7 separate regions of the Mus musculus genome follow, and all the other regions are linked to region 7. The links are chromatin contacts, called in public Hi-C, HiChIP or PLAC-seq and capture Hi-C maps. All regions are on one chromosome and are shown on one strand. The core of a region is the stretch at or near the end of the contact, and the rest is flanking DNA. Distances in the headings are between cores, read along the strand shown.

Region 1 (3,788 bases), core at 788-3,287, 990 kb before region 7:
TTCTGTGTCTTTAATTCCCTTTTCAATTGGCACCACATGTAGTCAACCAAATGGTTCCAAATGTATGAACTTGGGCTGGGAACAAGAACACAGCCAGAACGCTTGCCTGTATCCCCAAGGCCCTGGGCCCCCCAAAACGAAGCAAAATAGACAGAATATAGTCTCACTGGTCCCCTGGGGTGTGAATAGGAGGGCATTTGTGGAATGAACACATTTTGATCCCTCAGCCTTCATTAGGGACCTAGCCTTCCTGACAGATACTAGTAAGTTGTTGTTCAGTGTCATGTCCACTCCTGCTAACCTTTATAACCAACCCCTGCCATCTTGTAAGCCTGGTGTTTGTGAGAAAAAAAAAAACAATTCTTAAATTAGACTCTACTTTAAAAAATGTTTAGTAATTATGATCATATACTGCCCCTTCCATGACTCATTCTTTCATTCTGAATATTTGCTATATATCTACCCATCTATATCGATATCTATCTATACACACACATACACATATACTTTAATTACATGTATGTGTTTCTCTTTTGTGGTTATGTACACGTATGTGTGGGTGCCAGAGGAGGCCAGAAAAGGGCATTCGAAAGCTCCCTGCCCTTGATACCTTGTCACTAAGTGACTAACACTGTTGTTCAAAGGACAACTGAACTGGTTCCCTTCTCTGGGCCTCTTGTCACCCATGAGTTGAGAGAAAGTCCTATCAAAGCTGACAGTTCCTGTTTTCTAATTACATAATAAAGAAGGAAAGTTTAGTAGACACCAAACAAGCCCAGAGCCCTGAGCCCCCACCTGCTAGCTGCATATCCATCAGCACACGCCACCATTTACAGACAACAGACCAACAAGACCAATCAAAACAAGACAAAAAAGACTATCTTGAGTTTAAGGAACAGGATCAATGTGTCTGGATGACCAAACCAACAGACTGTAGACTAGAAAATGGTCAAAATTACAATTACCAAAAAAAGAGAGCTACCTAGGGAGATGTCAATTTTTCAGGGCAAGAAAAACAACCATGATTTACTATTCTGTTTCAACATAAATTAATCTTCGTCAGAGATATTGAACCATTGACCACCTAATTTTTAAATTTTTGTTTTGCCTAATTTGTTTATTTCTGTTTATACCTTCGGTCTCCAGCTCCCAACTTCCTAGCCTTTTGCTCTTTAACCCCAAACAAACCCCTGCATAGCTTCTTCCTCCTGGGTGGGGCAGATGCCACTTAAACTCAGCTAAAGTATCTGACTGATAGTAAACAGGCTTTAGATAATGAGACTCTAGTCATTAAGGTTTTCTGGATTCAACACAGGGCCGGTTACTCCCCAATGGCTCCTGTTAGGCTCCACCCAAGTGTCTAGGGAGTGGCCAGGATTCTCTGGCCACCTTAGCCAGGTTTGAGCGTGGGGGTGGGGGAGGTAGGGTTCTTTGGCTTCACAGAGAAGTGGGCTGCAAATGTGCCCAGGTTGGTTTTGTTGCATTTTCTAGAAAGATGCGAGAAGAACTCTCCAGGGATTGTGGTAGAGCTTCGTGGAACCGGGCCACACAGTGGCAACAGCAGCTGTGGCAACCGCTGGGATAACGGACTTGAGAGAGGCGCCAGGCTGGGCAGGGCAACCTGGCCTTCCCCAGTGTCAGGGAAGCAGAAGGAGGACCCAAGGGACTCAGGGTGGCGTCTCCCTCCATCCAGGGCTGATCTCTGTCCCCGAGGTTGGCAGAGCCCACCCAAGAGTCTAACTCCCACATTCATCCCTGAACTCATCCTCCAGCCTCACCTGGCCGCACCAAGCTAAGCCTTCTTCTAGTCTCAGAAGAGGATGCTGCGGGGCACCTGGATCCGATTTCTCACCCGGTCCCCAGAGAACAAGCCGCAGGAAGGCGGCCCGCGGTCTACACACCTGTCCTGCGGGCTTGTGTCCAGCAGCGGCAGCTCAGGTGTCCGACTGGCCGCTACTTGGTGCCCGGCGTCTCCCCAGAGCGATCCCGCCGGCAGCCGCCCAGCAGCGACTGCTAACTGCGCGTGCGCGAGCGGCCGCGCGGGAGGATGCAGGATGCAGAGGCAGCCCCAGTGCGCAAGCGGCCCGCTCAACCGCCGCTCGGGACCCAGCGGCCGCGCGCCTGGGGGGATGCGGTCCTTCCAACGTCAGTCCCTCTCTGGAGCTCAGGCTGCTGGCTCTGCAGACTGCTCAGTTCTTCGTGTCGCACCTTAATTGGTTCCCGGATGGATGATGAATAGATGGATGGTTTTGGGTTTTTTTGTTTTTCTTTCTCTTGTTTTGTTCTGATGACCTTAAACTTTTTGATCCTCCTTCCCTTCTTCCTGACTTTTGGATTTGCAACGCCACACTGTTATGCAGTAGTGATTGAAGCCCTCTTGGTGGGGTTATGCAAGCTCTGTATCAGTTGATCCACATCTTTTGTTTCCTCAATTTTATCTCAACGTTTTTAAAAGAGTGCCAGGGCAGGTGTGCCAAATTCATACGCTGAAATTTCCCTCTATATTTTTGTGTTTTAGTAGCTGATTGTTCATGGTTATCAACCGGGAAGCTTCCTATTTCACACATGCTCCTGGCTTGCTATTACATTATAAATGAAACTGTACATTTTCATTTTGTCAGTATTAATGTTAATAATTTGCCACAGACACATAATTGGTTTTTTATTAATCTTGAACACTCCTTGAAGGCATTACCTGCTTTTTTCTCTGTATGTTTACAATTCTGTATATTGTTTGTATCGTCTTAATTTGTGTGACCAAACTTTGAGTCTGTGTAAACGTTCTGTTTTCTGTTCATAAATGTTTGAAGTCTGCCCCTTGATTTAGGATCTGTCATTTTTTTGCTTGACTCAACTTTACTGTGGTTTCAATACAGTAATTTTAACTAACTGTCTTCATTCCTTATTAGGCACAAGCAACATTTTTAAAAACTTAACACACCTCCATCCAAGAGTCCATCCTATTTAGGCATAGAGTCTGTTTTATCCAGTCACTGTGTACAGTTACTGTGGTACCCAAATTGTCCTAGGTTTAACTGAAGGAGGTGTGAAGGGTTCTTTGGAAAGTCAGTTGGGTGGTGTTTTGCTGGGACAAACACTTGAAGGAGCATCTTGTTAAAGTGGACATAGGTGTGAAAGGCTACAGCAGACTCGTGAAGGAATGTTACACTGAAGCAGACACAGGAGAGAGGATGTTCTGCTAAAGCAAACATGTGAAAGGACACGTGATAAAGGATTCTTCGCTAATGACATATGTATTGGTGTGCCTTACATTGTGTAGTTGAGCTGTGTCTGTCGGGACTCCATAGAAACACATTAAAGAATTGTTGGTAGTGTGTTGTAGTTTTTGTTGCTTTTGCAGACTTGGGCTGATTGGCAGAGTGATGTCAGCTGAGACAGACGCACATGCTAAGGCAGGACCTGTGGAGGACACGTGATGTTTAGAGGGAGTATAAAAAGGACCCAACTAACAGTGACAGGGGTTGAGCTAGGCTTGCTTATCGAGCTAGCTGTGCAACATTTGTTAGTCACGAGTCTTTGTTGGTCTATGCTTGGTTGAGAGAGGCATAGTCAGAACTTTTCTTGGTGTTCCTCTTGGTCCCTCCTGCTGACTCAAGCCAAGGCTGAGGCCTGGCTGTCTCTGCTAGGTCATGCCACTGCTGTCGCTAACCTGACTCTACTAACCTGGACTGCTGGTGTATCTGTGAAGTGTTTGCGAGTGGATCGAGCTGCCGCTACTGACCTGTGACTTGAACTGTCCATTTCTAGACAGCACAGAAGTTGCTCCA
Region 2 (3,654 bases), core at 1,064-3,563, 760 kb before region 7:
TGGACAAGATGAGATGCCAATGGACTCCCAAACTGGAATTCTAAATATCAGACTACAATCAGAAGGTTAAGAAGATATACCTAGCCCCCTGACTAATTTTCACACCCTAGTGCAAGTGACTGGGAAAGATGAATACTTAGTGCATGATACAGAAACTCAAACTCAACATTTATTCATGTTTGTTGTCCTAGGCACATCCCCCAAACTACAATGTAAGTAACACATTAAAATACACAGTTCAAGACCATCTACAAAATGAACTGGAACATTCTGAGGCTGCTAGTCAGGATTCTGAGACTGCTAGCCAGGATTTTCACAACAAGATCTGCAACTCTACAGATTTTTCTATATCACTGTTTTTGTTTGTTTGTTTGTTGTTTTGTTTTGTTTTGTTTTGTTTTGTTTTAAGGTGTAAAGAACATCAGGTCACCTACAAGCCATTGCTTGCGTTAGCCAAATATTTCAAACATAAGCACGCTAGCATATGCTGTACTGGAAAACATCTGAATTTTAATGTGAAAAAAAGCAGTTTATAAACATCACAGTTATGTCTTCACCTCATCAAGAACTATCCTCTCACAGCGGGCACTGTGGGAGCAATTTACCTAACACTCAAACTCTGGGAAATGCGGTCCCAACCCCGAAGATGTCAGCAGTCCATCCCATGTCTGCAGTCTCTCTCCTAGTAAACCATCTACTTATGTCTTTCACTGACTTTGGCTATAATAAATATTCTAGTACATGAAGGAAGGCCCACTATCTCTAGCACTGAAAGTCAGTATTACCTGTAACCTCCCCCTATGCAAAACAGCTAGTTAATATGGAAATAACCGGGTTATAAGAGAGAAAGATTGCTAATAATCTTGGTAACATTTTGTTGAAGGAGTTTGAGAACTAACTGAACTAGTTAAAATGCAGTTATACAGCGAATTCTTTTTATGACCAGAACCAAATAACTTGCTTTGTTTTATGTCAGATCTCATGCAACAAAAGAATTCCATTTTCCTTATTCATTCTCATAGGTCATGTAGGAAGTGACCACATCAGCCTCTTGACAGATTGCTTCCCTGGTAACAAAAGGGTATTTTATACCTAATTGCCCATAAAGACAGCTGAGTCCAAGCTAAGCATCTTCCATCTCTCTTCTCAATACATTCAGCAGTATGTTAAAGGGGGGTAGGGAGAGTATGCAACCCGGCGTTCGATTCTTAATAATTCACTCATTGCTAATTTCATCTTAACCCACTATGGGTCACCCAGAACTCAAAGACCCCATCGCCCGACAGGGTCAGGAAAGAGGCGTTTCTCTCCTAGTCTGGGGGAAAATAAAATCACAACTCGAGACACCTTCCAGGCCCCCAGACAGGGCCGGCAAAAGGCCCAGCCCCGGAGACCGGGCGGCGTCCCGGGTGTCCGCAGCCAGAGCCCCGGGCGGAGCCTCCCGCAGTGCCCGTTCTTACCCGCCAATCCGCCGCCGCCACCCCCGTCGCCCCCGTGGCCCTTCCTTCGTTGCAGAATGAAGTAGGGGTTGGCTCTCTCGGTGATCCACAGCGCGTTGGCCAGCAGTACCTCCTCCGGATTCACCCACATGGTCCTGGTGGCCGCGGGCAGTCGCACAAAGAGGCCCGCACACTGGCGCGCTCTCCCGGGCACACGCGCGCCCTCCCGCCCGTGGGTGCGGGGCCGCGACGGCCTTCAGCAGGCTGCGGCCCGCGGCTCCCGGCCCGCGACAAAGACCCAGCGGGCAGCCGGGAACGACGACGGGGATCGGGACCCAGCAAGTAGCATCCTCCCTACGGCTCCTCGCTCGCCAAGTGCACAGCCTCGCAGCCCGGCCCTGCCCACCGCAGGGCGAGCAAGCGTCGGGGCTCGGTCTCAGGGCGCGGCGGTGTTCAAGGGCGAGCTTGTGCGGGAATCCGAGCCCCCAGGGCGCCGTGATCACCAGCTGCCGAGCCCGAGATCACCGCTCGTGGACACTGCGCGTCGGGGCAACGAGCTGGAAGGACGCTCCCGGCGCTGGGAATGAATGACGACAGCGCGGCTCAGTCGCCGCGAGCCCGGGTGACCGCGGGTGGCTTCTCGCGAGCCCGGTAGGGACTGTGTGCGGAGCGCAGGGCCCCACGCCCATCCCAGCAGGGAGGAAGCTGCCCCGCTCCCAGAGCCTGCGTGTGGCGTGTGTATTCAAGGCTGACGCTCGGCGGGACAGCGCCACCCCTGCCCCGGAAACGTGTGTTCCCAGGTTCCAGACCTGGCTCTAGAGCCAGGAGTCCAAGGTGGACGCAGCCAATGGTTGGTAATGTTTTTGTTTCCTGCATCCCTGGATCAAGTCACGCGCTAAACTTGTCACCACCGGTGGCCACTCCCCTTCCATTCCTTTGTAATTAAAGTGGCCCAGCTAAATGCATTACATCACTTCTTTCCTTGACCTACAGGGCGTAAGCTATAGAGAAGTTGGAAACAGACCAAAAGCTTAAACCAACTAATTCTCCCCACAGCTGTTCCTATATTGGGCATTAGGAGCTTTGAGGGACACTAGCATTGTTTGTTTGTTTGTTTGTTTATGAAAATTAAACCAGAGGCACTCAGACCAGGCAACTTTATGCTTTTAACAATTTGTCTTTCCCTGCATTCCTGGAATCCCTTTCTGGTCTCAGCTCATTTACTGCGTATCGTACGCGACTAAATGCATTCACCCGAGAGATCGGAGAAATGTTTTCAGCCAAAGAGGTTTTCCTTTTCAGATGACCAGAGTTGTTGACTAGACTCTGCAATGGCCCAAAAGTTAGCCAATCGTGAGAATCTCCTCTTTTCAAATAACCAAACCATTCAAACACATTTTTTATGTGTGTACCTATGATTTAAATGTGTCCTTCCAACCCCAAATTCAGTCACTGTGACAGCATTAATCTGTGGGGCCATTAGAGGCAATTAGGCCGAGTGGGGTCCCTCATCAGGAATGGAGAAAGACACAGAAAGCAGCACACAGGAGTTGGGTTAGTTTATCCATCAGCTCAACTCTGTGAGGAAGCAGACAGAACCAGCAGCAGATGTGGCCCACATGGTTGTAGACTTACTGACCTTGACAACCATGCGAAATAAAAGTCTTTCCTTTAAGAGTTACTCATCTTGCCAGGTGTGGTGGCGCACGCCTTTAATCCCAGCACTCGGGAGGCAGAGGCAGGTGGATTTCTGAGTTCGGGGCCAGCCTGGTCTACAAAGTGAGTTCCAGGACAGCCAGGGCTACACAGAAAAACCCTGTCTCGAACAACAACAACAACAAAAAGAGTTACCATCTCAAGTATTTCATGACAACAGTACAGATGGACTAAGAGCGGTTTGGGTGTGTTTCTGACTGTGTTAAGGACTCTTCCAAGTAGCTGAATGAGCAAACTGGCAGCCATTCCATCAAGGCTTTGTGCCCAGCCCTGAGGGTGCTAAAGAAGTACAAGGCTCTCTTCCTGTCACCACAAGGGTCTTCTCCCTGATTTGTTTAATCATTTAGATACCTGTCCATTGACAGGGTCCCACTGTGTAGCCCAGAATGGCTTTGCACTCAAGAGCCTCTGGGCTCATGAAGCATAAGCATGAAGCTCTCTGGTTGGTCTGCACTAGCAACGGTCTGGCTTTTCACCTGTTTTTCATCTTCAGTCTCTT
Region 3 (3,803 bases), core at 421-2,920, 680 kb before region 7:
TCCCAATCTTCTTCACAATCAAGACGTTTTAACTCATGACTATTGACTCCCTTCAACACCTGCTCTCCCTGGGACTCATTGGTAAGTTCCGAGCCCAGGGGAGGGGCAGTTTTCCACATAGACTTTCTCCTTAGCTCACCCTGCTTTGATCTGGGATCTTGCCTGCTGTGGATGTCCTTCAGGGTACTGGTCGTTTCCCTTGTGAAATTCAGCCATCACCCCTGCTCCTCCGTCCTCTCCCAAAATGGACAGAAATACTGCTCAGGAAATCAGGCAGCCCAGTCTTTGAAGGGCAGTGCCTCTGCTCCTCTTTGCCGTACGTTCTTTCCAAGAAGCATGGCTTGCTAAATGTTAAGGACCCTGGGAAGATGGCAGAAACAGGTCACGCAAATCCTGCTCTTGTGCGAATGTGGCCTATTAGGAGGGGACCAAGGAACAGGGTTTAAGGAAATGGGGTGTAAGATAGGGAAAGTGTGTGTGTGTGTGTGTGTGTGTGTGTGTGTGTGTGTGTGTGTGTGTGTGCAAGGAAGGGAAGGGAAATTAAGAATGCTATGGGGGCTGGTGAAATGGCTCAGTGGTTAAGAGCACTGACTGCTCTTCTAGAGGTCCTGAGTTCAATTCCTAGTAACTACCTGGGGACTCACAACCATCTGTATCTGGGATCTGATGCCCTCTTCTGGCTTGCAGGTGTACATGCAGATAGAGCAACTCATACATTTAATTTTTTTTTTTTTCTTCTACAGGACATCATCTCCCTGGCCTCAGTACCTCAGCACTGCAGAGACTGGACCTTCTCTTTGTAGATTGCATGATGATCTTTCCTAAAATTTTTGAAAGTTTTTATTTGGTAATTTTCATGGTGTTCAGCCAAGGATATGCATTCAGTGGACAACTAAATGCCATTAAATGCTTATGCAATCTACTTCAGCACCAACTAAGCTTACACCAAGAATCTTAGGCAGACTGATGTTCTCTTTTGGTTCTGGAAGTGTTGTAGTCCCAGGAATGTCTGGGCTGTAAAGAAAATGGCCACTGGGCACAGCCATTCTTAACAGGCTAGACCCTTGAATACCCACAGATGAAAATGTTAAAGCAACAACAACAACAACAACAACAACAACAACAACAACAACAAATCTCTGGAGAGAGACTTGCTTCCATGGCCAGGATGTCACACACAATGTTGAAATAGCTAGGTGCCTCTGGTACTCCTCCCCACCTCTGCCCCTGCCTCCACCCAGTATTTGTCTCTGTAGCTGTCCCAGAACTTGCTTCATAGACCGGGCTGACCTCAAACTCACTGAGATCCACCTGCCTGAGTGCTGGGTTCAAAGGTGTGAGCCACCACTGCCTGATTGCCTCTGATACCTTATCATCTCCTGTCTCCATACTATATCCATCCCTTGGGTGTGTGACCAGAACTGACCTTGAAGGCCCTGCCAGACCCAAGGCTGTTCTTAGGAGGCAGCAGCCCTTTAGAAGGATTAACCACGCAGGAGGAAGCCATTCTGAAAGTGACTCTGAGGGAGTTCAGGGCTCTTTTCCTCTCTCAACCTTGGACAAAGCTGAAGAGAAAGCTGCTCGCCATTCACCACATAGAGGCTGGATGGCCACAAGCTCAGAGATCCTTTCTCGGCAATGCCACACAGACCGGGTATGTGGCTCGGCCTGCGGTTTCCTGCGCCTTTCCTGTCTCTGAGTTCTACTGCTTTAGAACGGGGCAGCCACAGGGATGAAGAACTATGGGTTGAGGTAAATTCTCTTTGGCTAAGTGTCACATTAAGAGTCTTGGGATTAGTCATAGAAGTGAGGGGTGTAAGTCTCTCACATGAGTCTCAGGGTTTGTCATAAAAGTGAGGGTGTAATTTTATTTCAGCACCAAATCAGCATGGTTGGTTGTCTTGTTGTTTTTTAACAAACAGCTCGTCAGAGAAGCAACAGTTGCTGAGGACAGTGGACACTGTGTTTAGAAAGTTGATAAAGGCTATTTGAACCGCTATTACTTATGGAATAAGAACATCCCTGGCTGTCTCCTTAGGTAACTTGGCTAAAGTCTGTTTTTCTTTTGGGGAAAACCTGAGGTAATCTTATCCTTTTTCTCCTGTCACAGTCAGGAGAGCACTTGTAAGGATTCTGGAACATTTCTTGGGCTGTGCTGCCCGGCTGGTGGCCACTAGGCACATGTGGCTACGGAAAGCTTGAACTGTGGCTAGTAATAATGATGATGTGCTGGGCGTGTAAAAGACAGCAGATTTAGAATAGGTAACAAAGAATAGAGGAAAATGTTTTCCTGACACCCTACATCATTTGCACATCAAAACAATAATAATATTAGATTAAACTGCTATTAAATAATTTCCACCTGTTTCCTTTTTGCTTCTTAAAATGTGGCTATCGGGAGTTAGAAAAAAAAATGCATGTGACTTGGGCTGTATTTCTGTTGGACAGAGTTGGTGCACCACTTGCTCCAGAAAAATGCATGCCTGTAAATGCATAGTCAGTGGGCACTCCTGGGCTGCATAGCCACGTGTGGCTCACTGGGTCCTCAGGTCAGGGCCTCCTCATCACGGAAGGCAGCAGCAATGTCTATAGTAAGAGCTTTGCCAGTTATCTCAAGAGGAAAAACTTTCTTTTAATCTTTCTTTTGCCATGAAGGTCACAGGGAAGCCCTTCAAAACTCTTTGGTAAGCAGAGACTGTCAAAGGCTCAGGGAGTTTGCCACAGGGTCTCCTTGGAGTCAGATCAACAGGCTAAGGGTGGGCCTCTTGGGCTCCTTAGCATCCTGTAGGGTATTAGGTCAAGGACTTGCTTATATAATCAGCGTTTACCTGGCCACTGGCCAGAAAACACCTACCAGATCTTTTTCTGTCTGGTCATGCAATGTAATTTTGTATTTCTCTTGTTGTTGAATTACCCCAATGTCATTAGACTAAATATTAAAATTTCCTTTGTGACTCAGTTGTTTTCACAACACAGATCCCCCCTGGAGAAGTGCAGATGTGTCACCTGAGACAGAGGGGACAGTGAGACTCATCTTCGAAACTTCATTGGAGAGAGTCTGGTTTAGCACTCACCTGCTTCCTCGCTACGAAGCATCTCAGGCCTTGGAGGCGGGCATTAATTATGGGATGTGCTAGACCTTTGACAGAGGTGATTTTTCTGAAGCTTGTTATCATTTTCCTTGCCTTGCTCTCTACCATCGAATAGGAATGCATTAAAAGTAGAAAGAAAGGAAGGAAGGAAGGAAGGGAGGGAGGGAGGGAGGGAGGGAGGGAGGGAGGGAGGAAGGAAGGAAGGAAGGAAGGAAAAGGAGCAGTGGAGAATTCCATCGCCCTGGACTCAAAATTCCAGTGGGCAGCATGGATTTACAGCTCACGAATGTTTGAAAGATATTAGTGTAATGAGGTGGAAAAGCTCAAATCAAATACATAAATACAGCTCAGTGGGAAGAGCTTGCTTTCCTGATAATCCCTGCTCTGTATGACCTTGCCAACTGCTAGGGAGGAGGAGGAGGAGGAGGAGGAGGAGGAAGAGATCCTTCTGATTGTCCAGAGGGACACAGGTGGCCACCTATGTCTCTGGAATTGCTGCATGTATCACAATACTGTCTACTCAAAAGACAGCACACTTTTGTTATTGTTTCAGACAAAAAGAGAATAAAATCGTAAACCACTTTATAGTACGGTGGGTTTTGATAGTCATTTGTTATTTTCCTTGTAATCTTATTTGATTCTAACTCTCAGAGGAGACTCAATTTAGCAATTTCCCATGATGCACATTTTGATTCAGACTTTATCAGATCA
Region 4 (3,566 bases), core at 1,029-3,528, 590 kb after region 7:
ACTATCCAAATAAATACATTCTGAATGAAGCACTACAACAATTTTCTGGTATCATGAACATAGACAACTGCAATGGAAATACAAAGCACTATGACACTGGGGAAGATTGAAACTGATGAATACTTTCACCTTGATTTAGCTATACTTAAACAAGGGTGGTTAATAAAAATGGGAGTATCTCCCAGAAAACACAGAGAAGCAGGGTTCCAAGTCCTAGTTTGAGGTTCACTATCCTCTTTATATGTCACAATAATTTATCAGTACCTTTAGCGAAATGAAAGAGGAGACGACTGTGAGGTGTTATATTTTTTTTAAATCTCTTGTGTTCTAAGAGACTGACACTTTTTTCTAGACCTCACAGCCAGAGTTAATACTACACTATGAGTTCACTTACGATTTAAGACTGCTATCCCATTGGGTTCTCAGTTGTTTGTTTAACCTGCCATTAAGAGACCCTGGGAACCACCAGCCTTACCTGCCTGGATTCCTCTGTGTAATCAGCTCTACCACCTAAGCTAATGACTAATTTTAATTTTAAATTGTGTATTCATCTATGTCCCTGACCCAGAGAGCAATGCATATGGATATGTGTGAGTGTTATGGTAATAGTTTGCTGAAAACAGCAGACAGAGTGAAATTGACCTTATCCAACAAATATCTACCATAAATATTGGGGAAAGCATATGGAAGATGCTTGATAACACAATGTTTGCAGTAGTGAGTTCTTTGGGGTCAGTTGAAGTAAATAACTTAATCCCTTGTTTAAAAAGCAACTGTTAAAGATTTCTGTAAAGCATCATTCCTCTCCCATGTGGTAGTCTCTCTGCCGTCCAATAACCGGAGAACAAAGTTTTTGTTAAGAGACTCACTCAGAGCAAACACAGACAGGTTACAGAAAGGCCAGCTACAAACTACAGACAGATGGAAAGCATAGGGAGAAATGGAAAATTCGAACTTGGACTCACTCTTGGGCAAATGAACCCAGGAAGAAGTCTGAAATTTCATCCCTTAATTTGACATGGAGGGTACAGAGACCTGTGATTCTGAGAAGGTTAACAGGACATGAGAAACACCATAACTCCAAATGCTGTCCTTTAATTATGAAGCAACAGGCACAATTATGTGACTGTAAAAGACCATGGAAAGCAAAGATACTCTTAGGTCCATCTTGGGAATAATAGTCTTCCATCCTGAAGTCTTAGCTTATGATACAGCAGAGGGTTGAGACCCACCCTACCCCTGTTTCCCGAGGGGATACCAGAAAGTCTGTACATTCATCAATCATAAGTCAATTATTTTCTATTAATTGTTTTGACTGAAGGTGAAAATAACGTGGCAATATTCACCTACTTAAAGAACTCAAGGCATTAGCATACAGATGTGCCAAGATAAGGTTTGATCAAAAAAAAGGTATTTCTGAAATATTTTCCTTTACAGGATAAATCAGATTAGTAATCAATTAGGAGTTAAAATCAGGTTTGCATCCATCACCAGCAGAGAATGATGGAGGAGAAGCATGGAATCAGTAGATGGAAGGCCTTTTGAATATCTATCTCTTTCTTACTTTCCTTTGCAATACTGGGGTTAACCCAGAATGTTAGGCATAAGAGACACATTTTTTTTTCCCCAATGAGCCAGGGCCCTGTTCAAATAATTCACAAGTGTCAATCTAGAATATAAGAACTAACTTCATCTTTCTAAACAGGAGTTTGATGATGGGCTAATTCAAGCAGTAATACTTCCTGCCTGCAGACCAGAAGTGGCCTGACTCAGGACAGCTATGCCTAAAATATCTCTAGTAAGGAATCCACAAAAGAGCAGTTCCCTGTAAGGCCACAGCAGGTCACCAGAGTAAAGCCATATTGTCCCCTGAGCCCCCAGAGTTCTCTTCACTGCCTCCTCCCAGGCAAAGCTACTCTGTTGGTGCTCAAAGGGGCTAAAAAACATTCACAGCCTGGGGATGCTGCAAACTGAAGGGTTGCTGAAGAAGCTGGTATTTAGCTCTCAGCCTTGCCAGCATCAGGAGTGGAGCAGCTGTGAGTTTTCCAGGGTTTTTTATTTTATTTTTTCAATTTTTTTTTACAACTTCTTCCCTTCAGCAAGAAAGATTTGTTGTTTCCCTGCCAGACTCCTGCTACATTTGTCTGTTTATTAGCTTAGCTGCATACTCTGTCTAGTAGCCAAGATCGTCATGGCGATAGCCACTTGTTTACAATCTGTGTTTAAATAAATTAACTCCCAGTCAATTATCAGCTACATATCTTTATTTCAATAGAAACTCCGACATCACAGAAGACAGGCCTCTTAGTGGAGGTAATCCCAGACAACAAGAATGACCAGCACAGAAGATGAAAGGAACATTGCAGGACCATTTCCCAAATCAAAGGAAAAAGAAATCTATTGTAAAAAGGGATGTTATTTTCACAGTTTCCCTCCCTCCACCCTCCCTCCTTCCCTCCCTCCCTCCCTCCATCCACCTTCCCTCCTCTCTTTCTCTCTCCCTGTAAGCAAGGTTGCTAGGAATCCAGATCTACTTTTTCATAGCAATTTAGCACCACACGATCCTGCAGATCTTTAGCTGAGTCAAAGGACTATCATCAAACTACTTAGAAAGACAGCAAGATTTAGACTAGCAGTCACAGGGATTGGTTCTTATCTCTTACAGAGACAAAAGACCAGTTCTCTAAAACATGTGAAGCACAGGCTTCTTTATATCATTAATAGTTTCTGAAAATATTCAATAATTTCTTACAATGTCTTTGAAGAAAATGCATGGGAGTAAAAAGGAATATAGAAATCACTCTATCAATCTGGTATTATAAAATATTTTCCATAACTGTTACACCCTCATTAATGTATTTATCACTACTTTATAATAGCAAAATAAGCATATTACTCACAAGCCATTGAGCCTCAACCATGAGTAGACCTCATGTGATGTAAACACTGGTTAAGTACTATTGGGAACCTTTCTGACAACATTGAAGTCATTTAAGAATACCTATTCCACTGTTATTTTTTCAAGATTTAAGAGAGCTAGAATGTTAATGCTTACAAAATTATGGTTTTACTCTCAAGATTAAATTTGCATTTCTTGTTGCAAAGCATTTTACCAATCTTCTCAATCTAAGCTCCAAGTCCAGAATGGAAAGAAGGGCCTGAGACTCCCCAGATTATGTTTCCACTGTCACAACTGTTTCTTCTTTAGGCTTTCTTAATAGGGAACGTCTGTAAACACTGAAAGATGCTGTCTCTCTCTCTCACTGATCACCCTTCTGCCTGTCCTCCCTGCAGTGGCGCTGAGACCACCTGGCAGTATTTCCAGCGCTGCAGCACTATTCCAAACCTGCTAGGGCCACCCCTGGGCCAGCCTTTCCTGCTCCCTATGTGAAGTCTTTGCTCTCAGGCCTCAGCCAGGGTTACTGCCAACACTCATTGGATATCAGTTAAAGCCAACTCCACTGGTCATTTCCTTCCAAAGTCCAAGTGTTGGTAGTGTTTCCTGTTGTCTCCCTTCTGTTGCCTGGGACCTCAATGTCAATTTAAAGGGCTCATTTGACATTTTC
Region 5 (3,865 bases), core at 849-3,348, 950 kb before region 7:
GTAACTCCAGCTCCATGGATCTGAGATCTTTTTTCTGGCCTTCCTGGAAACCTGTGACCCACCTGTACTCAGACCCTGGAATAAATAATAAATCCTCAAGAAGTCAAAGGCTGTGCAGTGGAAACAGTTGCTTGGTCTCCGGAGTGGTCACGTTTGTTAAACATTTCTGTTAGGGTTTCCTGTGCTAATGTTAACACAGCTTCCCGGGTTCCCCTTGCCTTGGCTTTGTGGGTGTGTATTCTTCTACAGTGTGTATTCTTCTACAGTGTGTATTCTTCTACAGTGTGTATTCTTCTTCTACAGTGTGTATTCTTCTACAGTTCTAGCATTTTTGCCCTCTAAAGGTGCTTCTTGTGAACATCATAAAAATGTTTTACACCCAATCAAAACGTACGTCAGCATTCAGAGCATTTACTATATAGTTGCTGATCCAGTTTCATGTGTCTGCCATACTCCCAAGGGCCCAGACCTTGCTGGGATTTAATATACTCCTGCATTTGATCCTCCAAAGAGAGTGCAGAGAAGATAAAAATATGATACTCTTCTCCCCCAGTACAGGCTGAGGCGTGTTTCTCTGAAAATTGAAAACCACTGAGCCTACAAGTCGTCCTGTTGCCAGTTGAAGAGGATCAGGGATGCGAAGAACCAGCTAAATCAAGATGGGATATCTGTGACACCGCTTGCCAGGCAGGCAGCTTGAAGTGGTATAGATCTTCAGGTCGCTGTGGCCCAAATCAGTATTGCAGGGTCACGGAAAGTGTCTACCTCCTTGATGACACAGCCCTAGTCACAAGGGCTGTGATAGAGCAGCTCTAATGGGAGACTTATACGCCACATCAAGGAAAGAATGGCCAGCTGGGGGACCCCAGCAAGACCCCCAAAGTAGCCACAAACAGATGCATCTCCCAGAGAAACCCAAACCACCAGGAGACCCTTACCCCACGCTTATCTATAGGAAAGTACCACAAAGGTGCAGAGAATATTTGCCAAAGGCGGCACAGTGGTGCCTCTCCATCGGAGGTATTCTGTCGTGTGATCTCGATCTCCAAGCACCACCAAGTGGCTTCAGCTTCTCCTCTTCTTGGACTATGGGCTACCCTGTGTCACCTCCACAAGTTCCCAGTGTATTGTCCTTTTCTGTTGCCACCAATATTGGAGTTCATGCTGCAGTCCTAAGCTTTAGCAATATTTGTTTTTTACCCCCACAAGCATTGTGGAAACTCCATGGAAAGGCAGATTTTCTCTCACTGTCCTCATTGATCAGTTACTTACAGCAAGACAGCTATTGTTTCATTCACTCATTTACCTGATTGGTTTTTATTAATTGGCATTTTTTTTCTATGCCAAACAATGTTGTTAGTTGGTTTTTGTTTTTGTTTTTGTTTTTGTTTTTCTTCCTGGACACTAGGTTCACATCAGGGAACAAAACAGACAAGAACAGAGATGCCTCCTCCTCCTCCTCCTCATTTAAATATTCTCATACAAGTAAATTATTAATCCCACAAACTTACAGAAAAAAAAAAGGCTATCTACCCAGAAAATTCGTCGTCCGCTCTCTGGCTGGCCTGGAACTCGTAAAGACTGCCTGCTTTTGCCTCCTGAGTGCCGAAATCAAACACCAGCTAATTTGTAAAGAGAGGAAAGACAACCTGGCTGTCTTTCTGTAAGTGCTCCTAAATTCTCTGAAAATATTTAAAGTTACTGAGAAAGGAGGAAGAAAGTCCTGGAGCTCTTGCGATATATTGAAGAGATCTGGAGGAAGGATGAGCAGGAGAGGCGAGGGGCAGTTTTGGGGGGACCTGCTAGCACGAGGCCGATCCATCAGCACGCGTCCCGTGCCCCACGGTGTCTGCGAGGGCTGGTTACAGCCCAACCGCCCCTGGTGATGGGGCATCCCGAGAGGCAGGATGGAGAGCGCCCCCCATCTCCCTCATATCCCACTATCAACCCCACCCCACTCCACCACCCCCGCCCCCCCCACCCCCGCTTACTGGTTTGGTTCATCCTGGAGATGCAGAAACACGAGAAACCAAAGAGCAGGACGGCAACGAAGGCGAAGAGCAAGTTAACGTTCTTGGCCTTCATCGTGGCAGCGTCACTGCCAACACCAGGCTGCACAGGCACTGAGCCTGCGTCCTTGACCCCGCGTGCTTGCTCGCCCTCCCAAGGGGCCGTTGCTACGGTCCTCAGGTCCCCAACACTTTCTCCCAGGCACATCGTGGTCCCCTCTTGACCACACTTTACAATCCTTTGGCAAGGCTGTGAAAAACTGTGGGTCAGCCCTGCGCTGCCTGGCCATGACCAGACATTATCATCTTAGGGTAATTTCCTGCGAGAATTCATCAGATTTCGATTCAAAGGTGTGAAACACATGACACAGCCCTTCATGTTTCCCATTTGGTCTTTACACTCTGATCTCTCTTGGAGACTTGCAGGCAGTGTTTGGGTGATGCACAATCTCTTTTCTGCAAGAGCACCCAGTTTCTGGCCCCTTTGAAAGCTTTAAAAGATTTGGACACCCACCTGCTTGAGAATGTTGCGCTGAATAGTAATGGCCGGGAGTTGTGAGTAGTGAGATCCTAGAAGAGGGAGGCAAAGACAGCTGATAGCTACTTCACTTTTCTGCTCCTCCAGCCCCTCTTCCGCCCCATTTCCCAGGCGTTTGCTGAGCTCTCTTGGAGGCCACAAGGCAAGCAAACCCTGCTAGGACAGACACATAAACCCACTTGCTAGTCTCTGAAGCGATGGAGAAAGTCCTTACTATAGAGAAGGAAGGTATCAAGGAAAATATCGTCAGAAGGACATCAGCTTCTCTGTGTTGATTGGAGCACCAACTAACTGGTTTTCAGCCTTTTTCTTGCATGTCTCACCCCAGTAAGTCTAAGCCTCTCCTTCAAGCTCTTTATCGCCAAAGCCCCTCAGTTTTATCAAGGGCATCAGGTCCTTCTGACTGCTATTACACTCATCATCTATAAAATGTTTACAGTCCTTCTTAGGGACATGTTTCTAGATCCCCACTTCTGCCCTGACACCCACGTTGTTATGGTGACATTCAAACTGGCGCCACCCTAGGCTGTCCACAATTCATCCAATAAGATGATTTTCCTAGTGCACTACTATCTGCCTGTCACTACGGCTTAGCAGTTCCTGTCTTCCTCACCAGGTGATAAAGTCCCAGGAAGGGTCTTCACTTAGAAAACGAGCATTGTTGTAAATTACAACACAGAGCAATACCAAACTGTTAGTGTCTGACATGAACTCAAGCCTCCAAGTCATGGCTTACCGCAGGTTACTCAACGTTCAGGAGAAAGTGCTGCAGGAGCTAAGGTCAAGTGGAGTGCAGCTATGTTCCAACCACACACACGGAGTCCAGGAAGGAGTAGGTTACAGTCAATCTCATGATAGGAAGTCATATGTGTTACTGGTTCCCTAACACACACACACACACACACACACACACACACACACACACACACACACACAGAATTTTCAATGGGCTGGTGGATTGGTCAGCAATTTTCTGGGTCCCCCCAAATGAATTATCAATTTGAAAAAGTTTGTAGGGTGGGAAAGAGAGAATTTGATCAGAACACCATTGCCTGCTTTACCCTGACCCCTAGCATCCCCAAATACTTGGGAAAATGTTTTCCACTTACCAGCCCTAAAGTGTGGGCAAAGCATGCATTCACATAACCGAACCAGCATCTCCCTCAATATGATACTCTGTTTTCAGTGTGGTGTTCTGTCATCAGTTTGACAGCTCATCTCCTGGGTACACATCTTGCTGGGATTCTCTTGTTTTGGGAGAAGGTAAATAAATGGCTTTGCACAGGCCCTGAGAATACACCGCAGTGAGGTATATAAT
Region 6 (3,675 bases), core at 219-2,718, 660 kb before region 7:
TCGTGGTTCTGGGTATGTACACTCTGGTGCTCCTGTTTGCACTCAAGCGTTTCACTTGCTGAGCTGTCTCTCTACCCTCAATGTAGGGGAATTTTGAGATTTTGACTTTGGTTATTTCAGACCCAAGCCCAGATATGAGATAGCTGTAATTTTAATTTCCTGATTTAAGTTTTTGAGCAATCTCCATACACCTTTTCATATTGTTGTACCAATTTACATTTTAACCAACAGTGTACCCTAGACAACACTAAACAACAACAGACTTTGACAGTGGCCATCTTAATAGGTTTACGGTGATTATGCTCTGGTGGTTTGATGTGCGTTGCCCTGATAGTGAACTAATGCTGACGATCTTTACAAATGCATGGCCGCTTGGGTATCTTCTTTGCAGAGCTGCCTACTCTGCCTGGGAATGGTGTATATTATGTTCCCATATCTGGGAATTAAACTTAATAATACTTTGAAGATTTTTGCATGAATAAACATGAGGGAGTCTGGCTCGTAGTATCCCCTCCTTGTGTTATCTCTGACTTTGGCATCAGGATGAAGATGCCTCACTGAGCTGGAAGTGTGCTTTCCTCTCTCTCTCTCTCTCTCTCTCTTTTTTGAGGGGGAAAGAGTTTGAGAAGAAGTTTTATTATTTCCCCCTTTTGAAAAACATAGATGATGTCTGTCCTGCTTTCTTTGTTTTAGTTAATGTGGGCAATGGGAGAAGAAGGGCAGGCTGGGCTCAGACTGGGCAAGGATCTGAATGCTAGGTAGAAGCTTACAACTTCATTTAATTTATATGGATGCCATCATGCTGCTACTTCCAGAAGTACTGCAGAGAATGAAGGCAGTGGTAGAACATTTGCTTAGCATGCACAAAGCCCTGGGTTTACTCTCCAGAGTGTACACATATACATGCACACACACACACACACACACACACACACACACACACACACACACACACAGATACACACACACACACACATAGATACACACACATACACAGACACACACACACAGAGTGACACACACACACACAAACACACACACACACTCCAGCAATGCTGTGTCAGCTGTATTATTAATGTATTTATTATTGTAGCATATTCATTGGGAACCTGCCTCCATCTTTCATGTGCAGCCTCCTGGGCTCCTTCTCAGCTCAGTAACATGCTAGCACAGGGCCTTCCCTTTGTAACTACAGCCCCATTGTTTCTATAACGCTGTATTTCTTCACTGTTGTTGGAGGTAGGTCAATGTACCCACATTTCATAAAGCGATCTTTACCACATGACAGTCAGATGCCCACTCCTTGCCCTCCTGTTATATGATAGTGCAGCAAGTAGCCAGAAGAAACTGAAGAGCTGGGCTCTGGAGGAACACAGGTCTGGTTTAAAGGCCTAGGTCCTAGGTCACAGCAAGGAAGGATCATTTACTTGGCTCTAGGAAGGGTTGGAGAGGGGGAGGGGACAGAAACAGGAAAATGCCCTCTTACTCAGCATGTTCAAAAACAAGGAAGTATTTAAACAGAAGATTTGAGAAATACAGAATCCTTGCAAAATATAAAAACAGATTCCAAGCTACAGAGCTCAACGCTGGAGACTCAGCCCTGACGTGCGTGTGTTTGGCTCTGCGCGTAGGACTCATTTACATCCACCTGTTCAACTGCCAAGGTCAATTTAAGATTGGAGGTGTCTTAAATTTCTGACCGTTCTGACTACCTGCTCCCTTCAGCAAAACACAGAGAAGCCGATTTAAAGGAGACGGCAGATCTTTTGTGTAGTAGAAAGCTTGATCTTATCACCTCCTCTTACAAGTACCCATAGTCGGCCCTCAGCCAGTTTGAAGAACAGTTCGCAAGTGATGCCTTTGGGGGACCTGGTACAAGGGAAGGCCTCAAAGTGTAGCATAAAACTTGACTGCTTGGGGCTGGAGAGATGGCTCAGGGGTTAAGAGCACTGACTGCCCTTCTGAAGGTCCTGAGTTCAAATCTCAGCAACCACATGGTGGCTCATAACCATCCCTAATGAGATCTGATGCCCTCTTCTGGTGTGTGAGAAGACAGCTGCAGTGTACTTACATATAACAATAAATAAATTTTTAAACAAAACAAAATAAAACAAAACAAAACAAAAACCTTGACTGCTTAAGGCCTAAGTTTTAGCTATGGAAAAGAGGCCTAATGTTGTGGGTTTGTAGCACAGGTTAATGTCCCAACAAAAAAGTCTGCAATTGACTTAGTTGAGTGTGTTATTGTACCTTCTTAGAAAATGTAGACCCTACCTAAATGTATAACAGAGCAGTGGGCAAGTCAGGATGCTATAAAATTGTAACTTAACCCACTCTTCCTGCTTACAAACATTTCCAGTTCTTGGCATTTAGAACAACAGTAAGACTTTGAACTTGTATTCTACATTTGCCCCTGAGAGGCAGTTCTTGCCCATGTATTTGAGGCTAGAACTGAAGAAGTAACAGGAGCTAGGGAGTTCAGCAATGTTAGGATCTGGAGGTGGGAGCTTTGCCACCACCTCATGCATCGAACACATAGACAATTCTCCTGCCTCAGCCTTCCAAGTACTGAGATTACAGGCATGAGCCACCATGCCTGACTAACCTGCTACATTTTGTTTGTTTCCCAACAGAATCCGCACCACTTGTCATTTGTATTGTTATAAGACAATATACATGCTATGCACACATACAGTTTGAATACTGTATCCTCTGAGACCAAGTTCTCAGACCAGGCTCTTAGCACAAAGGGCATTTATTTGCCCCAGAGAGACAGAGGGCAGGGATAAGGGACAAAGACAGGAGATACAGAAAGAAGGAGAAAGAGGAGGGAATGAAAGAGAGAAAGGGGACGAGGGAGAGGTATTTGTCCCAGAGGGGAAGAAAGGACTGCTTCCGAATAGAGAGGACACAGATGTGGCAGGCAGGAATATGGTGTTTTACAGAATTACAAGGGGGAAACCTTGTGTTAGGATGAGGTGTTTAATTTTGATTGGGCATGTTGATTAGGTGAGCCAAAGTGTGGTTTTCAATATCTGGACTTCAATACTTTGATAGCTGGATCTTGGCCTACCAGGACCATTGCTCACCTTGCTTGTGCTGACTAGGGTCTCTTCATGTGCTATGCACATGTTGGAATTGTATCCCTTGTACATGCTTGTACACGGTAAAGCTGTATCTCCTAGTGTGCTGTACTGTGAGGCTGGGCCTTTAAGAGATCATTAGACTTTGGTGCAATTAATGCCTTATAGAAAACCCAAGAGGCTTGGTTATGTACTTTTGCTCAGACACGCGAGGACATAGCCAGAAGGCCAGCCAGGAATCACAACACGTTGACATTGGGATCTTGGAGAGCCCAGCTAATTCTAGAATTCGGAGAAGCCAATATTTGGTGTTTCACCTACCCAGCCTGTGGTCCTTTGTGACCTTAGCCTGAGTAGACACATACAATGTATCTTTTTTCTGCTGGGGTTTCAGGTTCTCTAGAGAGGCTAGCTTCCTTCCTTTTTCTGCTTTTATGAACCTCTTCTCAGAAGTGGTAAAGCAGCTCTATTTTCTAGAAATAAATGCCAAATTAATAAAACGAATGAAGGATGTAAAGTACTATTCTATAGCTGGGGTCCCTTGAGACTAATTACAATAACTGCTCATTTGTTACCAGCTATCACTGTAGCC
Region 7 (3,790 bases), core at 795-3,294:
GGACAGAAGCGGACAACTGGGATGCATTGTATGTTCTGGCCAAAGCAGCAACCAGCCCTGCATGGAGGTACTGGGTGTAGTCCATGAAGTGTCTTATTGATGGTCATGTGATTCCTCTACCAGTTGAACAGCACACAGGAGACATAGGGCGATCTGGAGAGATGCGAAAGGAATCACCTTGCCGGGGTACACAGAGCTCTGTATTGGTCCAAGTTGAGGCATGAGATATTGACCTACTTGCTCACCTCTACATCACTCACATACTGTGATGTTCACTTCTAGTACATCATTGTGATGGAATTCAGTCCAGCTTCTGGCCTATTTTTATAGTGCATGCTCATTTCACGAAGCAGGGCTTCAGTGTGAAATGGAAAAGTGGTTGGGTTTGAAACTCATTGAAGCTGTTCAAGACAATTCACTGTATTATCCTGTACAAAAAGAATATTGATTTTAAAAATGTATTTGTATGTGTGTGTGTGTGTGTGTGTGTGTGTGTGTGTGTGTGTGTGTGTGTAAGTGCAGGTCCCTCAGGAGACCAATGCTGTTGGATCCTCTGGAGCAGGAGTTACAGCTGTTAGTGGATCATCTCAGTATGGTCCTGAGAATGGAAGTCCAGACCTCTGCAAGAACAACAAGCTCTTGAACTGCTGAGCAATCTCTCCAGTCAGATTTTTATGTTTCTTTAAATATAATTTATAATGGTAGTAAAATTTTAAATGGTTGTAAAATACACATTTTCACGATTTTTATTATAAGTAAATTTTGGTGTGATTGTTACCAAAACATGCATTATTGTTTCAAATATAAACCTTGAAGGGATACAAGATAAGTGTGTGAGAACAAACTTCCCATTACAATGATTTTATGTGGAATGCCACACACAGTTAATAATTAGTCGTTCAAATATTCTAGTTTTTACCATTTTTTAATGTAATACACAAAAACACAGAACATAGTTGTGTTTAACTAGGTGCCAAGGGCCTCATCGTTTTCTCCTGGCTTTCTCAAAAGCTTTGGGAACCGCAAGCCACTGAGTCTTTTCAATGATTCATCTGAATGCCAAAGCTGGGACCCCGGGCTCTCGGACTGTCTGGAATAGACACACAGTTGACATGGTTAACTCCTCCTCACTATAATCACTCCTAATTTCCAACTTAAAGATGCTGCCTTACCCACGCCTTGTTTCCCATCAAAAGACATGTGCAATGTTTTACATTCAGCTACAAATTAGGTTGGAAAAATGACCCAAGAGGGGTCAATTTAGTGGAAGTTTACTGTTCCCAAACAGGCCCCTCCTAGCAAGAGTTCAGAAAGAAACTTCCCTCTTCCAGACTCTGCAGCAGGTCAAGGGTTGTTTTGGAGGACCGCCCATTCCAGACCCAAGGTCCTTTTCCGTTTCCTCCCGGTACAGTCTCTGTCCAGATCTCCTCCGGGCTTCTATGGGGAAGCCAAACTGCCTCCCTGCAAGGCCAGTTGCTGTAGATGCAAGCAACCTGTGAACTCAGGCCAACTCCTTGAAACTTCACAGAGGCAAAGGCATTCCAGGACACACAGAGGCTGTGGCCAACTGCCCAGGGGGAGGAGACTGCTCTCTGCTCTCAGTTGCCCTTCAGGTTCTGCGCCCTGGGGACCTGGCAGTGGCAGAATCATGTGGGCACCTGGTAAGGTGGCCGGGACCATGTGTTCCTCCCGCAACCTCCCCAGGGTGTTGATCTCCGCCTCAGCTTGGGCTCTTTCTCTTTCACTTTTCTGTTAGCTGGGGTTGGGACTCCCCGGCTGGAAAGCACTGGGGGAAACCGGGGAAACCCCAGCTGATTCGCTCCTTGTGCCTTGATTGCTCCCGCTGGCTGCTGCCCTGCATCCTGCACCCTTCAACCAGAACCCGATGGAGGTACAGAATGGGAGGTGGTAGTGCTGGTGGTGGTGGATCAACAATGGAATTTTTTTTTTTTCCGAAAGCCTACGCCCCGGGCCCCTCCCAGCTCTGGCTCTGCTCAGGCACCCTTTTCCCCTCCAGCTGCCGGCCAGGCCGCCCCGCCCTCTTTCTTGACCAAGACTTCAATACTCAGTGGCACTGTATTCCCCTTCTGTCCAGCCACTCTTCCCCAGAGTTCTCTTCTTCATCCTCCCCCTTGCAGAGTAGGGCAGCTTGCAGGTCCTCCTGCAAGTCTCTCCCAATTCTCTGCGCCCAAAAGACTTGCAGTGCATCTCCTTACGCGCTGCAGGGACCTTGCCAGGGCAGGACTGCCCCCGCCCAGTTGCAGAGTTGGACGAAGACGGGATCCTGCTGTGTTTGGAAGGCTGAGTTCCACATCTAACAGCTCAGAGAGGTCAGGAAAGGTACTAACTCGGCTCTGCTTGCCACATTCTTTCAAACTTCTGGCCCCGGCGAATGGATGGCTGCTATGGACTTTCTTTCTTTCTTTCTCTCTCTCTCTCCTCTCTCCCTTTGCAAAAATTACTCACCTTTTCCTTGTTGAAGATGCGTTTTCTAGGGAAATAAATGTGCAGGAATGGCCATAGGTCTGGGTCTGTATTAGCAACAGCTTAGCTCAAGGCTTAATCAAAGCAGTTGTCTGTATGAAATACCAGATTGAAGGGAAGCAACGGGGAAGATTGTCCTGAAATAAAATCCTCACTCAAGCGGGCTTTAGATGAAAACCCAGCTAACTTTTTCAAGTGGGTTGGAGAGTGCAAAGTTGCAAGAAAGGGAAGCTCAAAAGAATGTCTATAGCCCCTCCCCCCTGCATTTAATATTATGTTAATGCCCAAACAATGTTAATGATCCAGGTTCCAGACAGAACCAGGCAGCGTCCTGACAGGTTTCAGACAGAACCAGAGACAGAGTCCCGCAGAAGCTGAAATGGAAATGAGGTGATTGGCAGCAGCTACTTTCCACTGGTGATTTTAAATTGATTTCTGATACTCTCATTGGTGGCGCCAGGGAGGCCCCATTGACCTGCCAGGACTCTCCAGTCTGAGCCGGTAAATAAACAGATTACTACGATTGCTGCCTCAAGTTAGATCCTTATCAACATTGAATGCTCACTAAAATTTAAAGGATTTCTTAAAGGAAGTTTAGAGGGATTGATAAGAAAGAAGCGACTCAAGAGGGAACATCAATATTAATAAAGGAGTAGAGACAAAACTATAGTTATTTTAGGCTTTTAGAATAAAAAAACAACAACAACAACAACAACAAACTCCGGAGTTTTACTTAAAATGTGGAAGGGTCAGAAATTGCTTCAGGCTTGTTATAAATGTGTCTGCTTCTCCTCTGATCTTTATGCTTCCCCTTTTCCCTTCTGGGAGTTTGCAGTCCCATTCTCACTCTAATGGCTCCTCTTGCCTTGTGATCTGTTTTGCAACATGATAGGGGGTCAGGTTTTCCCTAGTTCAGATCCCTGACAGGTTTCTAGTAGTTTAGATATTACTGCTGGCTGCTGATTGGCAGGCAGAGGCAGTGTACAGTGCGGTGGGAAGCTGCTTCTTAGAATTTTCCTGCAGATTGCTGGTGGGTTAAAGGAAAAATACAATGGTGCTTTCTTAGTTAAATCTTGTTTCAATTCTAAGAAGTGTCTGTGGCTATATTGCATAATATAACATTTGTCAAGGACACAGATTTATATATATATATATATATATATATACATATATATATATATATATATATATATAAACTAATTTTGAAGAGTTTTAGCAAAATGGCTTAAGGTTATTGAAACAATTTGGAAGCAGAATTTTGACCTTGGGAAGCACTTCATCTGAGGTGTGTGCTGCCGCTCTGTGA

The links. A called contact is a pair of places that touch in the nucleus more often than the background predicts. HiChIP or PLAC-seq counts read pairs in DNA pulled down with a chosen protein or histone mark. Capture Hi-C pulls out chosen DNA fragments and counts their contacts.
Region 1: an H3K27ac HiChIP or PLAC-seq map of large pre-B cells shows a contact between it and region 7, with 2.6 times the contacts expected there. The contact joins the promoter of Clgn here to the promoter of Il15 in region 7. A contact is called at or near these places in 1 of 39 promoter capture datasets (hippocampal neurons) and 1 of 115 datasets of contacts at active chromatin or transcription factors (large pre-B cells).
Region 2: an H3K4me3 HiChIP or PLAC-seq map of bone marrow-derived macrophages shows a contact between it and region 7, with 6 times the contacts expected there. The contact joins the promoter of Tbc1d9 here to the promoter of Il15 in region 7. A contact is called at or near these places in 1 of 39 promoter capture datasets (pre-B cells), 3 of 115 datasets of contacts at active chromatin or transcription factors (bone marrow-derived macrophages, embryonic stem cells and large pre-B cells) and 2 of 9 other capture datasets (liver and macrophages).
Region 3: an H3K4me3 HiChIP or PLAC-seq map of bone marrow-derived macrophages shows a contact between it and region 7, with 4 times the contacts expected there. The contact joins the enhancer-like site here to the promoter of Il15 in region 7. A contact is called at or near these places in 6 of 39 promoter capture datasets (the C10 cell line, liver, neutrophils and 2 more), 1 of 15 datasets of contacts at CTCF or cohesin (large pre-B cells), 1 of 484 Hi-C or Micro-C datasets (bone marrow-derived macrophages), 4 of 115 datasets of contacts at active chromatin or transcription factors (bone marrow-derived dendritic cells, bone marrow-derived macrophages, large pre-B cells and 1 more) and 2 of 9 other capture datasets (embryonic stem cells and liver).
Region 4: a Hi-C map of uterus shows a contact between it and region 7, with 3 times the contacts expected there. The contact joins the enhancer-like site here to the promoter of Il15 in region 7. A contact is called at or near these places in 7 of 39 promoter capture datasets (the 3T3-L1 cell line, 3T3-L1-derived adipocytes, the HPC-7 cell line and 3 more), 1 of 484 Hi-C or Micro-C datasets (uterus) and 2 of 115 datasets of contacts at active chromatin or transcription factors (the NIH/3T3 cell line and bone marrow-derived macrophages).
Region 5: a capture Hi-C map of embryonic stem cells shows a contact between it and region 7, with 2.7 times the contacts expected there. The contact joins the promoter of Mgat4d here to the promoter of Il15 in region 7.
Region 6: a contact with region 7 is called in an H3K4me3 HiChIP or PLAC-seq map of bone marrow-derived macrophages, with 4 times the contacts expected there. The contact joins the enhancer-like site here to the promoter of Il15 in region 7. A contact is called at or near these places in 2 of 39 promoter capture datasets (the C10 cell line and pre-B cells) and 4 of 115 datasets of contacts at active chromatin or transcription factors (bone marrow-derived dendritic cells, bone marrow-derived macrophages, large pre-B cells and 1 more).

The regions. Positions count from the first base shown.
Region 1 is chr8:83,388,091-83,391,878 of GRCm38.p6, reverse strand. Clgn (calmegin) reads right to left here and starts at 2,037. Exons shown (of 15, transcript NM_009904.4): 1 at 1,779-2,037. Gm32377 (a long non-coding RNA gene) reads left to right here and starts at 2,390. Exons shown (of 5, transcript XR_878991.3): 1 at 2,390-2,468.
Region 2 is chr8:83,164,011-83,167,664 of GRCm38.p6, reverse strand. Tbc1d9 (TBC1 domain family, member 9) reads right to left here and starts at 2,313. Exons shown (of 21, transcript NM_001111304.1): 1 at 1,461-2,313. The coding sequence starts at 1,590.
Region 3 is chr8:83,084,693-83,088,495 of GRCm38.p6, reverse strand. It overlaps Rnf150 (ring finger protein 150), which reads right to left. Exons shown (of 7, transcript NM_177378.4): 7 at 1-3,803. Among named protein-coding and RNA genes, the nearest start is that of Tbc1d9, 79 kb to the left of the region's middle. Within about 2 kb of position 1,670, at least 47 of the 459 cell types and tissues checked have an H3K27ac peak or open chromatin away from gene starts, as enhancers often do. A contact at or near this core is called in bone marrow-derived macrophages and neutrophils, where this site is marked.
Region 4 is chr8:81,810,888-81,814,453 of GRCm38.p6, reverse strand. The region is part of intron 7 of Inpp4b (inositol polyphosphate-4-phosphatase, type II); the gene reads right to left. Among named protein-coding and RNA genes, the nearest start is that of Gm25267, 340 kb to the left of the region's middle. Within about 2 kb of position 2,278, at least 48 of the 459 cell types and tissues checked have an H3K27ac peak or open chromatin away from gene starts, as enhancers often do. A contact at or near this core is called in stem cell-derived epiblast-like cells and uterus, where this site is marked.
Region 5 is chr8:83,346,705-83,350,569 of GRCm38.p6, reverse strand. Mgat4d (MGAT4 family, member C) reads right to left here and starts at 2,098. Exons shown (of 11, transcript NM_026233.2): 1 at 1,992-2,098. The coding sequence starts at 2,085.
Region 6 is chr8:83,062,069-83,065,743 of GRCm38.p6, reverse strand. The region is part of intron 6 of Rnf150 (ring finger protein 150); the gene reads right to left. Among named protein-coding and RNA genes, the nearest start is that of Tbc1d9, 100 kb to the left of the region's middle. Within about 2 kb of position 1,468, at least 36 of the 459 cell types and tissues checked have an H3K27ac peak or open chromatin away from gene starts, as enhancers often do. A contact at or near this core is called in bone marrow-derived dendritic cells and bone marrow-derived macrophages, where this site is marked.
Region 7 is chr8:82,400,840-82,404,629 of GRCm38.p6, reverse strand. It overlaps Il15 (interleukin 15), which reads left to right and starts at 2,044. Exons shown (of 8, transcript NM_001254747.1): 1 at 2,044-2,330.